2 separate regions of the Hordeum vulgare genome follow, and region 2 is linked to region 1. Evidence: chromatin contacts called from public Hi-C data. All regions are on one chromosome and are shown on one strand. The core of a region is the stretch at or near the end of the contact, and the rest is flanking DNA. Distances in the headings are between cores, read along the strand shown.

Evidence for each region. A called contact is a pair of places that touch in the nucleus more often than the background predicts.
Region 2: a Hi-C map of leaf shows a contact between it and region 1, with 5 times the contacts expected there. The contact joins the promoter of LOC123427334 here to the promoter of LOC123427330 in region 1. A contact is called at or near these places in 4 of 6 Hi-C or Micro-C datasets (leaf and seedling) and 1 of 1 datasets of contacts at active chromatin or transcription factors (embryo).

Annotation. Positions count from the first base shown.
Region 1 is chr2H:567,296,677-567,303,750 of MorexV3_pseudomolecules_assembly, reverse strand. It overlaps LOC123427330 (probable galacturonosyltransferase-like 3), which reads right to left and starts at 3,420. Exons shown (of 1, transcript XM_045111345.1): 1 at 1,804-3,420. The coding sequence starts at 3,307. The coding sequence ends at 2,285. It overlaps LOC123427328, which reads right to left. Exons shown (of 17, transcript XM_045111343.1): 16 at 6,679-6,777; 17 at 6,237-6,538. The coding sequence ends at 6,386.
Region 2 is chr2H:567,592,194-567,599,267 of MorexV3_pseudomolecules_assembly, reverse strand. LOC123427334 (tRNA-dihydrouridine(20) synthase [NAD(P)+]-like) reads right to left here and starts at 3,382. Exons shown (of 11, transcript XR_006622388.1): 1 at 3,183-3,382; 2 at 2,270-2,375; 3 at 1,783-1,921; 4 at 1,495-1,603; 5 at 1,269-1,405; 6 at 717-853; 7 at 85-191.

The DNA.
Region 1 (7,074 bases), core at 2,171-4,670:
ATCCTACATATTCTATGAAGATCTTATCGTTTGAACCTCAGTGCCAAGGATTCATATAATCTCGTATGTCATTCCCTTTGTCCTTCGGTATGTTCCTTGCCCGAGATTCGATCGTCAGTATCCGCATACCTATTTCAATCTCGTTTACCGGCAAGTCTCTTTACTCGTTCTGTAATACAAGATCCCGTAACTTACACTAAGTCACATTGCTTGCAAGGCTTGTGTGTGATGTTGTATTACCGAGTGGGCCCCGAGATACCTCTCCGTCACACGGAGTGACAAATCCCAGTCTTGATCCATACTAACTCAACGGACACCATCGGAGATATCTGTAGAGCATCTTTATAGTCTTTCCTCGAGTTTTGTTAGGGTTTGTCTTTTGCTGGTGGCGGCTCCCTGTAGATGGAGTAATGGTCTCCTCGCTAGTTCCCGTTTCGATGGTGCGTCAAGCACTGACGATGGACGTGTGGAGGTGTGTCTCTGGCGGGTCTGTCTTTGGTGGATTTGACGAAAAAGGGTTTCCCCCCGCTTTATATTATAAAGCCTCGACCAAAGCATACAAGACACCACAAGGTTCAACACACCCACGCACACGCCGCCAACTGGCATACAGCCATGGCCAAGGTACAAACGAAAATATGAAGTCTTGCTGGGGAGCAGCACAATAATCCCCAAGAGAGAGTTCATGACAGGTAAGCTAATCTGGCTCTCGAGGAGGATTGTCTTTGGTGGATTTGCTCGGATCTGGTCGCCGTTCATCTATGTTCGTCTATCTTCAGGTTGGATCCTTCTAATCTACACTACTCGTCATCGGTGATGGTTGCTCTTCTGATGTGTTGGTTTTATGGGGCCTTAGCACGACAACATCACGACTGTCTACTACAACATGTTTTGTGTGGATTCAGCGAGGGAGGGGCGATGACAGCGACGCGTAGCTTGCTTCAGTGTTATAGTCGTCGCTAGGTGATTTACGGATCTGAATGTAATTTTTATTATTTCTAGTATTCATTGTACTACCATGATTGAAGATTAATAGGTCGGAAGTTTTTTTCGCAAAGAAAAAAAAACTCCATAGCCATGCATCCAACAAATCCAATATGCTCCGTCTTCAATAACAGCGCAACCCGATATATGTATAAGAAAACACCGTCATATACGATAACTAAAATCCATGCCAATGCAGAAAAAACCAGAACGAAACAATCGACAACAATAACCTGCTAGAGAAAAGGAGTTGATCCCACGTATGTAAAACGGCACGGCAAAATAGACGTTAGCCTATAGTAAACTTGATATACCAACAGTCAAACACTAACCAAAGCTCACGATGCCAACACATGTCTGTCATCCTCTGATTTGTAGTAAGCCGCCTGCACAAAGCGAACATTTGACGACAACATGATTCACAACACTCTAGCTGCTGCAATGGAGTGAACACACGGGAGAAAAAGGCCGAAAGCAACCGAACAACCCTTGGGCCCCTCTGGCACGAGACGAGAGAAGCAGATGATTTCCTCCCCTGCCTTTGCCAAAAAGGATCCACTCGAGCACTTGGCAAACCGACCATTCACATGGCAACAAACCACACACTAATCTAATATTTCAGGGTCCATCATCAAAGCTTTAAACCAAAAAAGTGGAGACGCCGGATCAGATTCCTGAAATCTGGAGCCACAGATTTGAATATTTGCGCCACTAAACGACATCCAGTTAGCTCCTCTCAACGAATTAAGAAATGCATTTGACACAATCTAAGTTTCTTTCCCTCACCGGTCACCGCATGTACATAAAAGACTGAAAGCATGCAAACAAAAATATCCCCTCGATTATTTTTGGCAGTGTTATAGTGTTACTATAGATAAGGTACATCTGTTACAGATTTCGATCTTAACAGAAAACGAATGGAATCAAATAAGATATTCCCCCAACAGGCAAAAAAAAAAAAAAAAACAACAGCTGTACACGACCCGCCGCTGCATCTGGCGAGATCTCAGCGCCCGTCACAGCAAAAACCTCGACACGTCCGTCAGCAGCACGCGGGCCTAGATGTCAGTACCGAAAGGGCCACTCCAACCATAGCCATAAAATTGTCCACCTGGGCCCGCGCCGGGCCCATCCCATCCTGTGAGGCCACCATGTACGGCGTGTCCGTCCGTCACTGCCCCTACACCGAGTCACCGACACCGACCCCGACGACGGCGACGCCGCAACCGAGCCGGGTCATGGGCCGTGATCCGGACTCGGACGACTGACTTGTCACTCCAGCGACGTGTGCCGCTCATTGTCAGGCCACGGCGGCGAGCAGGTCGTCACGGGCGCCGCCGCGGCGGAGAAGGTCGTAGGGCGCCCAGAGCGCGTCCAGCGGGCACGGGCGGCCAGCGTCGAGCCGCAGCCACGGCTTCCCCTTGCCGCTCCAGTGCAGCAGGCTCACCGGCCCCGGGTGCAACTCCCGGCACTGGCCTGCCACGTTGTCCCCGCCGAGGCCGTGCTGGTTCCACCTGTGCTGCACGGCCTTCACGTCGCCGGCGAACACCAGGAGGAAGGGCGGGAGAGACCCGAGCTCGTATATCCTGGCCTCCTGCTTCTGCACGTCCATCCAGTACTCGAGCTTGGCCGTGTACCCGCCGGCGCGCCACCTGTCGAGGTCGATGACCATGACCCCGGTGTTGAAGTAGCAGGGCGCGCGCGTGCGGTTGGCGAAGACGGTGGGGTAGCCGGGGTGGCGCCAGAAGGCGTCGGTGAAGTAGAGGGTGAAGTTGGCGTTGCAGTACTCGGGCGCGGCGAGGGCGGCGTCGGGGCCGAGGTCGGTGGCCCAGAGGCGCGCGACGTCGTCGACGACGAGGAGGTCCGAGTCGAGGTAGAGGACGCGGGGGACGGAGCGGGGGAGGATGTCGGCGAGGTAGATGCGGGCGTAGTTGAGGGGCTGGTCGAGGGCGCGGCGGACGGAGGAGGAGATCCTGCCGCGGACGAGGCGGGCGTCGAAGCGGTGCACGGTGGCGGGGAGCGTGGGGAAGGCGGCGGCGAGCGCGGCGCGGAGCCTGGCGAGGCGGCGGGCCGGGGAGGCCGAGGAGGCGACGAAGTGGAAGGCGATGGACTCCGGGCAGGCGGCGTGGCGGAGCACGGAGAGGACGCCCGCGAGGGAGCCGCGCAGGTAGGTGCCGTCGAGGGTCATGGCGATGTGGATCGTGGGCGCCCCCGCGCACCCCGCGCCGTTGCGGAACGCCGGCGCCTCCCTGAACTCGGGCAGTTCGGCCGCGGCCGCCGCCGCCGCCGCGGCGAAGAGCAGGAGCGCGGCGAGGAGGCGCATTGCGGGGGCGTGGGGTGGATGGGGTTGCGCCTTTATTATTCCCCTCCCATCCGAGAGAGGGGGGGAGGTAAAGAACGGAGAGGAGAATGGAATTTGGATGGGCACGGCACCGTCGGCACGGGTGGGGGGCGGGGGGAGATGCAGAGTTAAGAGGCGGAGACGGCGGAGGGGAGGGAGGGAGGACAGGCTGGAAAGAGGGCGACGTGTGGGGTTTCCGCGTGGGTTTTCCGGGGCTTCTCGTTGGGATTTTTTTCCGGACGTTGGGCTCTTGGTGGTTGGTTACGATTTCGACGGGGCCTCCACTTTTCGGACCCTCCTCCATATTTGCGTGGGCTCTTTTTTCGATTTATTAGTTCAGCGTGACGGTGGGCGAAGCTTAGTAAGGCTCGCACGAGACCCATGCAAGGCCTACTTTTCGAGATGGAAGTTAATTGAGCTCATTCTTAGGCACTGACTACATTACCTCGGACGGCATGTTTTTTTTAGCAGGAAATATGGGAATTTATTTAGCAAAAGCCCCGGCAAAATCTGCATGGAGGCAAGTTACAGGAAAGCTAGGTTGCGACTGCATCCAGCACTCTGTCACCTCTCTAGTGCTAGCTTGCTTTGCACACAAGTGGACAGACGTGTTGGCCGCTCTATTACAAAGCTGAATACCAAAAGAAGAAAAGAAAGCTACGTGCTCCCCTATTTCATTCAAGATAGACGCCACAACTGAGCGAGAATTGTGACGCAAATGCCATAGCTGAACCAGTTCCAAGCTATATGTCTCTAAAATCACCTTCGAAAAGCCTCTCAACCGAGAAAAAAGAGCACCTTCCCACAATGCCAAGGTCTCTGCAACAAGGGGATTAGTCACCCCACCAAAGGGTTTGCACCAGGCAGCAATTAAGCCCTGCTTAGAGCGAGTTACCTCTCCATCGTCACTTCTGCTATGCTGAAGCGCCACACTGCCATCACTGTTAATTTTGATGGTGTCTTGGCCACAACAAGTCAGACTCAGCACATACCTGAACAAGCCAAACAAAAAAAAACAAGTGCAAGTGCATGCACCAACCCTCAATGTTGCTCATCAGCGTCATCGCCATTGCCATCAACTGAAGCACCCTCGACTCGTCGACTCTAACTCCACATCTTAGCATCACCGACATGTAAAAAAAAACATTGTCTCATCAAACTGAGCCAGCCTGAACCAACACATCCTAAACACTGCCACCCATCGCGAGACAAAATTGACACAACATAGTCCGTCCACATCTCTGACTTCATCCACCACAAGTCTTAAAGAAACACTTAACCTTTACTCCACACATCATGTGTCATCGTTGCCACTTGACATGCCCCACAAACTGCAATTACCATTTCAAGCCAATACGACATCACCACCTCCCTCCCTCCCTCCTCCACTCCCCTCGCTGCCGCCACCCAGAGATGGCGGCGGTGTTGGATCGCATGTTAGTCATCGTGTCGCCAAAGTTGCATCTCACGTGGGAGGTTTTTTTTAATAGTTTTAAAAATTTAAATATCTATGCAACAGCCGGGAAGAACGACAACAAAGGCTGGTGGGGGTGGTCGCCAAAAATAGAGAAGGCATTTTTTTGTCCGCTTCAAGTACCACCCTTTTTGGCCTTACACACCCAAAAAATCCTTGAAGCGATGGCATGCCGAGAAACACTAACGGTTGCTTGTGACTGTGAAGGAGTGATCAAGGCTATTCAGCAAGATTTTCAGACCCCGTGCGTGTGGCGAATGAATCCACCTTCGGGCCTTTGTATCCTGTATACTAGTGCTTCTTGAATAAAGAGGGATATTTCATGTTAAACAGTTATTCCAAAAAGTGGAGCATCTTTTTTTTTTCCTTTTGTTAGGGTTTTCCTTCTCGTGCTGACATCACTGTCGTCGAGGGCTGACCCCTCCCTTTTTCGCCTCTCCCGTTGCGGTTCTCACCAGGACTGACCACATAAACAGACCATTTGGAACGTCGCGGTTCTCACACGGACTGACACCACATAAACACACCATTTGGAACGTAGCAATCGAAAATGCAGGATTTTTTTTTCATGTAACATAAATTCTTACAGGAAACCAAAACACAAGAATACACCGAACTTGCTATTTGGACACCATATCAGAAAAACGCAGGAACCCTAGACACATGAGAGAAATCATGAAGTCTTTTCCTCCAAAAAAATCTGTAGGAATTTGATTCTCCAAAATTCCTATGATCTTCCTCTGTTTCAACTTTCAGATGGAGTCTGAGAAGGGAAACGAGTCGAAACAGCCAGCACATTACAACGCTGGAGAGATAGGGTTTCTGAACCGAACGAAGAGATATCCAGGGAGTTCGTAAAAAGCCAGTGCCAATATCTAGGCCGTCGAAAGGGCCCCACCTGGTCCTGATCAGCAACCAATTTGCGGTTTATCTTGACTAAGGGCCATTTGAACCACGAGCGAACAATAATAGCAAGTTTAGTGATGGATTCGCTCAATAAGGACCAATGTTTAACATTCAAGGATTATTCTCTTTATTATATTGGATCTCACAAGTACTGTTTGAATAAACAACACTAACCTCTATTCATATACCACCTGCAATGGGTAGGGCTTTGGTAATTGATATGAGCCCTAGGGCCCGGAAATGCATTTCGGCTCCCGGGGCCAAAAAAAAAAGGTTTGAAATGGAAAAAAAATCAAGACAAAATTTATCTGGGTACTTAGTTACATTCAAATGTTACCTGCAAATTTTGAGGCAAAAAGGTGAAACACTTTGGCTTGTGCAAAAAAAAAAAAAAAATTGAACACCAAAAGTTACCCCAAAAAACAAAATTGGGCCGACGAAACAGCACTGGTCCTTATCGCACGAAAATTGTCAAGCATGCTTGCGACACTAATACAATCATCCAAAAAAATTCAGAATTTTTCGAAAACATTTACTATTATTTTTTGCGTTACTGTTCATCCTGGTGCATAAAACACCTCACCCCCTAGGGCCCGGTTTCAACACACAAACGTGTCTTCCTCAAAATCAATATTAAATACTCCGTACATACAAAGTACTGTACTAGATAAAATCCGTATTCACCAAAATTTTATCCTAACACCAGAAAACTGAGCAAGACCAGCAACCATGCATAAAGTAAAGGTGTATACTGACAAAATCATCAAGGCGGTGAGGGGAGAGGCTGAAAGTGTGTCAACTGAGAGATTTACTAGACCAGTTAGGATATTTGCCTGCAAGAGATGTAAATGTCAGTTTCTTTACACTGACTGCTTAAAGATGTACATATCTGCTAAAATTTGACGATCTGGTCCTATTAGTCGTACGTTCCCATTTTGGCATCAGCAATAAGAATAACGAGATGTGGTCTTACCACAAGGAATGCGCCAAGCATATTTTGGTTGAATGCTTCCTCAAGAACCAAATTCTTGTCATGTGAAATGGACCCCGCTAGTGTGAGAATAGATATAACCTGTCATTATAATAGTAGCCATCATCAATAGTGGAGATTGAAGATTTTTTTAGCAATTTCGTACCTAGTAACCATACAACCGGTAGTATTAGCAGGCTCAATTGTTGTTAGAGCCTTCAGGCAACACCACAACAGGTATATTTAGTTGCAGCTGGAGCCAAAGGGCTTGGTGGCTACCTCTAAATGTACTGGCTTAGTAAAACTCTTCTTCCAAACATATTTACATGGTAGTTCTGCATGATCTCAGAAAGAAAATGTAACTAAGCAGCATGCATTTGAAGATGAGAAGTGTGCGCA
Region 2 (7,074 bases), core at 2,133-4,632, 300 kb before region 1:
CATATAGAACCAGTAAGTAAAACAGGACGATTTTAACTTTGATGTTTGCACAGAACAAATGCAGGGAGCAACATTTTTAAATACCTTTCTCACATACTCTCTTTTGAAATCCTCCCAAGGTACTTTGCCATTAGGAGAGAAAATGGAGGCATTCCACAAGGCACCTCTAGCAGCCATTACAGATGTGGCACCTAGAAGTCGATTTAATCAAGACACAAACTCATTGTTAAAAACAACATGAAAGAGAAGAAACAACAATATGTCGGTGCACTCTGACTCACCAAGTAACACTGGAAGCAAGGTGTCAATCCCTCACATTTGTTAACTTTTATAACACATTTATGGGGTTTCAAGAAACTCAGATTATACATGCTTGTTTGTGACTGATATATTTTCATTTTCCAGCGAACTAAGATGTTTATTGCCATTTGGCACTTAGGAAATGATTATCACAATCACAGTACATGGAGATCTTTCTTTTGGCTCAGTGTAAAGTAAGCGCAATGCTGATAAATGGCAAGCAAAGAAACCCAAAGCAGTGAGATTTTAGCTGACATCCATTTATGTACTCCCTCCGTTCGGAAATAAGTGGCATGCTTGAACTAAAACCACACCACTTATTTCCAAACAGATGGAATATTTCTTTATTTCTCTTTACTGTACTCTACTAAAAAAACTAATAAAAGAGCACAATATTATGAATCAAACATACAAACCTGTAGCATCTTTGATTCTCTTAAAATCTTCGTACTCAAATACATCCCCATTAGCTATAACTGGAATTGACAGTGCGGACACAACATCAGCAATCTCATCCCACTTAGCCGGATCCCTTGGCCTGTCTTTGACCTTTCTGCAGTTTCAAAAAACGGCTGACATGAGGAAAACAATTACTCGGAGATGATCCTAGGGCCCATGAAAAATATGCATGGATGCAGCACATCATATTTCATGTTGATTACTGTAAAAATCAAACCCAATGGATTACAAAGTAAATCCACAAGTTAGTTAATGTAAAACTCGGATGTTGGAAAAAAAATAGTGAGCAAAAATGTGGAGTCACTCCCTGAACTTTCCATGGATAAGTCGCATCAATTTGGGTACTATACAATTCTAATAAACCGAATGGTCTGCATATGAATAGAATTTTCACCAGGATTTACAATCTTGGGTGTTAAATTTGGTTGATGCCCTTAAGAAGCACGAATGGTAAATTGTGCATTTTCAAGCAAGATAAGACTCAGAAGTACAATTGCATTTGTGCTTACCTTCCATGGACAGCCAGAGCTGGAACACCACACTTCTCAATCCGGCGTGCCAGCTCCACAGTGTCCTGGCGTGTGTTCAAAAGACGGATTTTACATGTCACTGGTGTGTTCAAGTTCCTCCGCAATGTAGTCAAAATCTACATGGAATAGTTAGCATAGCCTGATTAAGGATAGTAAAGTCCAAGGATATGAAAGTAAGAGAACAAAAGACCATGTAGGAATGTACATCATGTATAAGCTCAGGTTTGGATAGTAATGCAGAACCCATTCCTCCACTGACAGAAAAAGCCTTTGGACAACCCATGTTGATATCTATAGCAGCAACATCATTGCACCTGGTGAGGATGAAAAACTATGATTAAATAGAAGATGCAAATCAGCATATGTTTAAAAGGCCAATTCAATGTGTTGATCAAATCATCAGACCAAACAATTTAGTTAGCAGCCTTTCCCCAATAACACGGTGAACTTTAAGTTATTCGCTATTAAGAGCAAACTCAGAAGTAAGGCTTACACAATCTCAGCAGCTTTAAGTGCTCTCACAGCATCTGATGTGCCCATTTGGAAGACAACCCTATCCCTTTCTTGCGGGCATGTTCGGAAAACAACACTATCAGTCCCTCTTTCCAAAAAATCAGTTGTCCCAAGAGATTCTGACCAATGATGAACATAATGATTAGAATGAGTGGATACCACACAAATCTGGACAGCATGTAGAACAAAGAAACAAAATCCAGTGGCATTAAGTTGTCCTTAAATCATACACTTGTACATTAAGTTGTCCTTCAATTAAATTTGTTATCTATCTCCAAACAAAACAAAAACACATCCAAGAATCAGTTACTGACTTAAAATGCAACATTATTGGAGTAAAGCTATCTACAATACTATAAGATGCGAAAACGGTAGTTTATGAGCAGAACATAATCATTGATGTGGTAGTCATAGTTGTGACTTGTGAGATGATAATAAACCGTGAAACATCAGTTGGACTACAATACCATTTGTAACACGTTGACAGTGCACAAACTTATGATCTATTATTTCTTCTCCATACGTAATATCGGCGCCATATTCAGCAGCCAGTAGCCTAAACGGCAGAGTACCCTGCAAAAATCATTGACAGAATAAGGAAGGTTCCACATATAACTATGTAAAGACGTTGAAGAAATGTGTGACAAGGAGGATATTGTCTAGAAATAACTGTGATTTGTGGAGGATAACTAGTGTTTAGAGGGTGCTTGGATCCAAGAGACTAAAACTAGTCTGACTAAAACTAGTCTCTTTAAGAGGCTAAAGTTCCAAGCGCCCCTGACTAAAGAGAGGCTAAAACTAGTCTTGAGGCTAAAATCTTTTAGTCAGGGGTACCCCTACTAAAATGTGCATTAGTCCTCTCTCTCCTCATTTAACTCCTCATGCAAGTTCTGGATTGGACAGTTTGGAGGATAATAAATGCTCATTAACTTGATTTTAGTCTCTTTAGTACTTGGATCCAAGCATGGGTGAGGCTAGCAAGTTTTAGTCTCACTACTTTTAGTCATGGGACTAAAACGTATCCAAGCACCCTCTTAATCAGGAATCCAGCATCGGGCAACTGAGAACCATACAAAGAACTAATCAGTTCATCAATGGAGATATCGTGCTACTTATTCCAGTCCCTAGAGCTGCATCCAAGAAACCCTGATTTCCAACTAGAGATCTCTCGGGGTTCGTTCTGACTAGCACGGCTAGCAACACGGGCAATCGCCCATCGAGCTACTCAATCACCCCGTGCGGCACTAAAGCTTCCCGCTCTAGATTCAGGGAGGCTTGAATCTAGGTCCCCGTGCTCCGGGGACTAAAACTCGGTTCCTACGCCTCCAGCTCATGCGGGACGCTGCTGCGAATCGGGGTGGGAGGGTTTGGAGTAGTTACCGCGCGGACCATGGGCGCGAGCACGAGCTTGTTGCGGTAGTCCATCTCTTCTTGCCTCGTGTCGCCGCGTCTCTGCCGCTGCGGCTGCTCCGCCTCTGACCCTCTCCTTGCTACCCCTCAATTCTGGGGACAAGGTTCCGGAGCGGACAGTGCCACAGGGAAGAAGAAAAGGCGACGCTGGCGGCGACCGCGCTGTCCCGTGCAGGAACAGAGCACTGCGTCCTCTCTAGACCGGAACCTCTCGCACGTTTCCTTGTTGGGCCGGCTGCTCAAAAGCCCAAATCTTCTCGCTCTTACTTAAGTTGTGAACGGGAGCCACCGGCTATCGAGCGCCGAAATCACTAGTTAGCGATTGCACCTTTTAACGATTACTTCCATTTTCACAGGTTACGATAAATAGCGGACTGCATGCGTATCATTTATCGCAACCTGAAAATTTTCCTTTTTTCGTAGATCCGTATTTTTAAAATATTTTATCTCCTAAATCATGCGTCCAAATTTTGAACTGTTTCCACGTTGATTTCCACCGTTGATTTTCTCGCGTCGAGATCTTCAAAACTAGATCCCATTTTAATAGGTTTTGGCGAACTTTTTTTTCACGAAAAAACCAGAAGAAAAAACCGGACGAAAAAATCGTGCCTCACGCGATAGAAAAAAAATCAGAAAACGAGTCGTGGCTCTCACGAAGGCAAAACCATGCCTCCCGCGGAAGCAAAACCGCGTCTCTCGCAAAAAAAGAGAGAGCTGCAAACACGTTTTTTTCCTTTCAGGAGAGCCATGACGTGCCTCTCGCGAAGGAAAAATTGTAACTTTCGTGGAAGCAAAACCGTGTCTCTTGCAAAAAAAATTAGAAAACACATTTTTTCCCTTTCGGAAGAGGCACGGACGTGCCTCTCGCGAAGGCAAAACCGTACCTTTCACGGAAGCAAAACCATGTCTCTCGCAAAAAAAACAGAAAAACGCGTTTTCTTCCCCTTTCCGAGAGGCACGGGCGTGCCTATCGTGAATGTAAATCCGTGCCTTTCGCACAAGCAAAACCGTGCCTCTCGCAAAAAAAAACAAAAAACACGTTTTTTCTCTTTTCGAGAGGCACGGCCGTGTCTCTCGCGAAGGCAAAATCGTGCCTCTCGCAAAGCAAAACCGTGTCTCTCGCAAAAAAACAGAAACTGTGTTTTTTCGTAAAAAAAATAGAAAACGCGTTTTTTGCGAAAAAAATATTGTCCAAAAGTTTCTTTTTTTTGCGAGATGATAAAAAAATCGAAACACCAAAAAAATCCAGAAAAAAATCACTCTAAAGAGCCAAAAACACGTGCGAAAAAAATTACGACGGGAACGTTGAGAGCGCGACACGTGGTGGCGGCTGAGAACGCGCTAAATGGCGACGCATGAGAGTGATCGCTCGAAGGCTCCCGAAGAAGTGCTCGCTAACTAGTTACCATCAGCGAGCGCTATTTCGGTTGCCTCGCAGCTAGGGCTGCAAATAAGTCAAGTTCGAGCGAGTTGTACTTGGCTTAGCTCAACTCATATTGAAATTCAAGCGAGCTCAAACTAAGTGAAGCTAATTGTCGAGCCATAAAACTTCACTCGTGTTCAGCTTGTAACGATCTCGAGTCAATCTCGAATTAGTTTCAAGTTAAATGAGACAGTAAAAAATATAAATCTTCCAGGATGATCCAACTAGATAAGGCAAATCAAGACATAAGAAAGCACTACAAATATTATTCCAATCAAGACTATGATAATGTAGCTTATTCAAAGTAGTTCGACTTATTCTCTAATAACCAAAAGTCTAGCACCAACATAAGAGACAATTCATGACAGATGTATAATTGGAAAAACAAATTATTTGTCGAAGATCATAAGAATTTGTAGTATAGTGTAGGTCGTAGATGGTCTTGGAGTTCGTAGAGGTCGCGAGTTCACGCGTGGGTCGATGGCGAGGCATGCTCATGGTGGGGAACGAGGCGAAGGGCTGGAGGCGGACGTGTGTTAGACTGATGGATGAGGTTGTGTTCTGAATCTGTAGAGCGGTGACTATATCTAGTACAAGATTTTTTACTGCGGCTAACAGTACTCTGAATCACGTGCAGCCTATGCAAGAGTATTTTACACGCGAATAGTGTGACTATAACTCGGATCTTGAAAAAGAGAAGTAAATGTATTCAGATGTCATTCGATGTGAAAATGGAAAAGGGGCTTACTTCGATCGATTGTACAACCATCTCGTCGTTCTCGTGAGAGCTCATCTTGCAAGGTTGCAACAGGTGATGGTTTTCGTGGAAGAAAGACAGAAAAATGAAAGAGCATGTGCTTGAGAATTCTGGTCAAAAGCAACATGTACCATAATAAGGCCTAAACCTCCTCCACACTTAATTAAACTTCCATGTTTGCAAATATTCCCTCCGTTTCAGTTTATAAGGCTTGCACGTGTATCTAGGTCGTCAATTTGATCAACTTAATAAAAGACATATATTACAAAAAATATATCATTAGAAACTTTAGATGTTCTATTTTTTAATGATATAATTTTTGTGTTAAACAATATATTTTATATAAATCAAATTGATGACCTAGATACACGTGCACGCCTTATAAATTGTGATGGAGGGAGTAAATAAAATGAAAAAAAATCATGAGCAATATATATGGTAATAAATTATTCCATTTCCATTCAATATATGGCAGGATTATTTAACATAGTAATGATGTTAAGCCGAGCTATTGAGATAAAATCAAGCGAGCGAGTATTGACTTAAGATCGGCTCGTTTCTCGATCGAGCTACAAAAAATGTCCATACTTAACTCATTTCTTTTCGAGTCAACCTCGAGTCGAGCCAAAAGACGAGTCGATCTCGAGCGGCTCACGAGCATCAATCTTTTCTTGCAACCCTACTCTAAGCAATTACTTTCATGCGTTGCGCGTTCTCGGCCATCGCCTCGTGTTGCATTCTGACCATCTCTTCTGTATTTTATTTATTTTTATTCTTTGCACGCGGTTTTCGGCTTTTTACATTGATTTTTTTAATTTGTTTTATGTTTCGGTTTCTCGCACATATTTCTTAGGTTTTTAAGAAAAAAAATACACGGAAAAACATATTTTCTGTTTTTTTATGAGAGGCACGATTTTGCTTACACGAGAGATACAATTTTGCCTACGCGAGAGGCATGACCCTGCCTCTCGGAAACAGAAAAAACGCGTTTTTTCGAGAGGCATGGTTTTGCTTCCGCGAGAGGCACGGTCGTGTCTCTCGAAAAGGGGAAAACGCGTTTTCTGTTTCTTTTTTCGCGAGAGGCACAGTTTTGCTTTCGCAAGAGGAAAGTGCCTTTTGAAAAAGGAAAAATGCGTTTTTTCACGAGAGGCACGGTTTTGCTTTCGTGAGAGGCACGACCGTGCCTCTCAGAAAGGGAAAACACGAAAAAAAAAACGTGTTTTCTGTTTTTTTCTATTGCGAGAGGTACGGTTTTTTGGTCTCGTTTTTTTCGTAAAAAAGAATCGTCAAAGCCTATCAACATGAGATCTAGCTTTGAAGATCTCGACGCGAGAAAACCAACGATGAAAACGGTTCAAGATTTGGACGCACGGTTTAGGAGATAAAATGTTTTGAAAATACGAATGGAAAAAAAGGAAAAACTCCAAGGTTGTGACAAGTGGCACGCATGCAGTGCGCCAATTGTCACAACCTCGAAAAGTGGGAGTGATCTTTGAAAGGTTAACTCCTCAATTAATGATTTCGGTTAGGAACCCCTTAAAAACAAAAGCCTGAGTTGGGCTAAGGTGATTATAGATAGGGCTTTTGAGCCGGGTTTGTTTTCACTTTTCTAAAAAATATATGTTTCATTGTAGAAGAAATAGATAACCTTCTTCACACAATGAAGAAGAAGAAGACCCTTC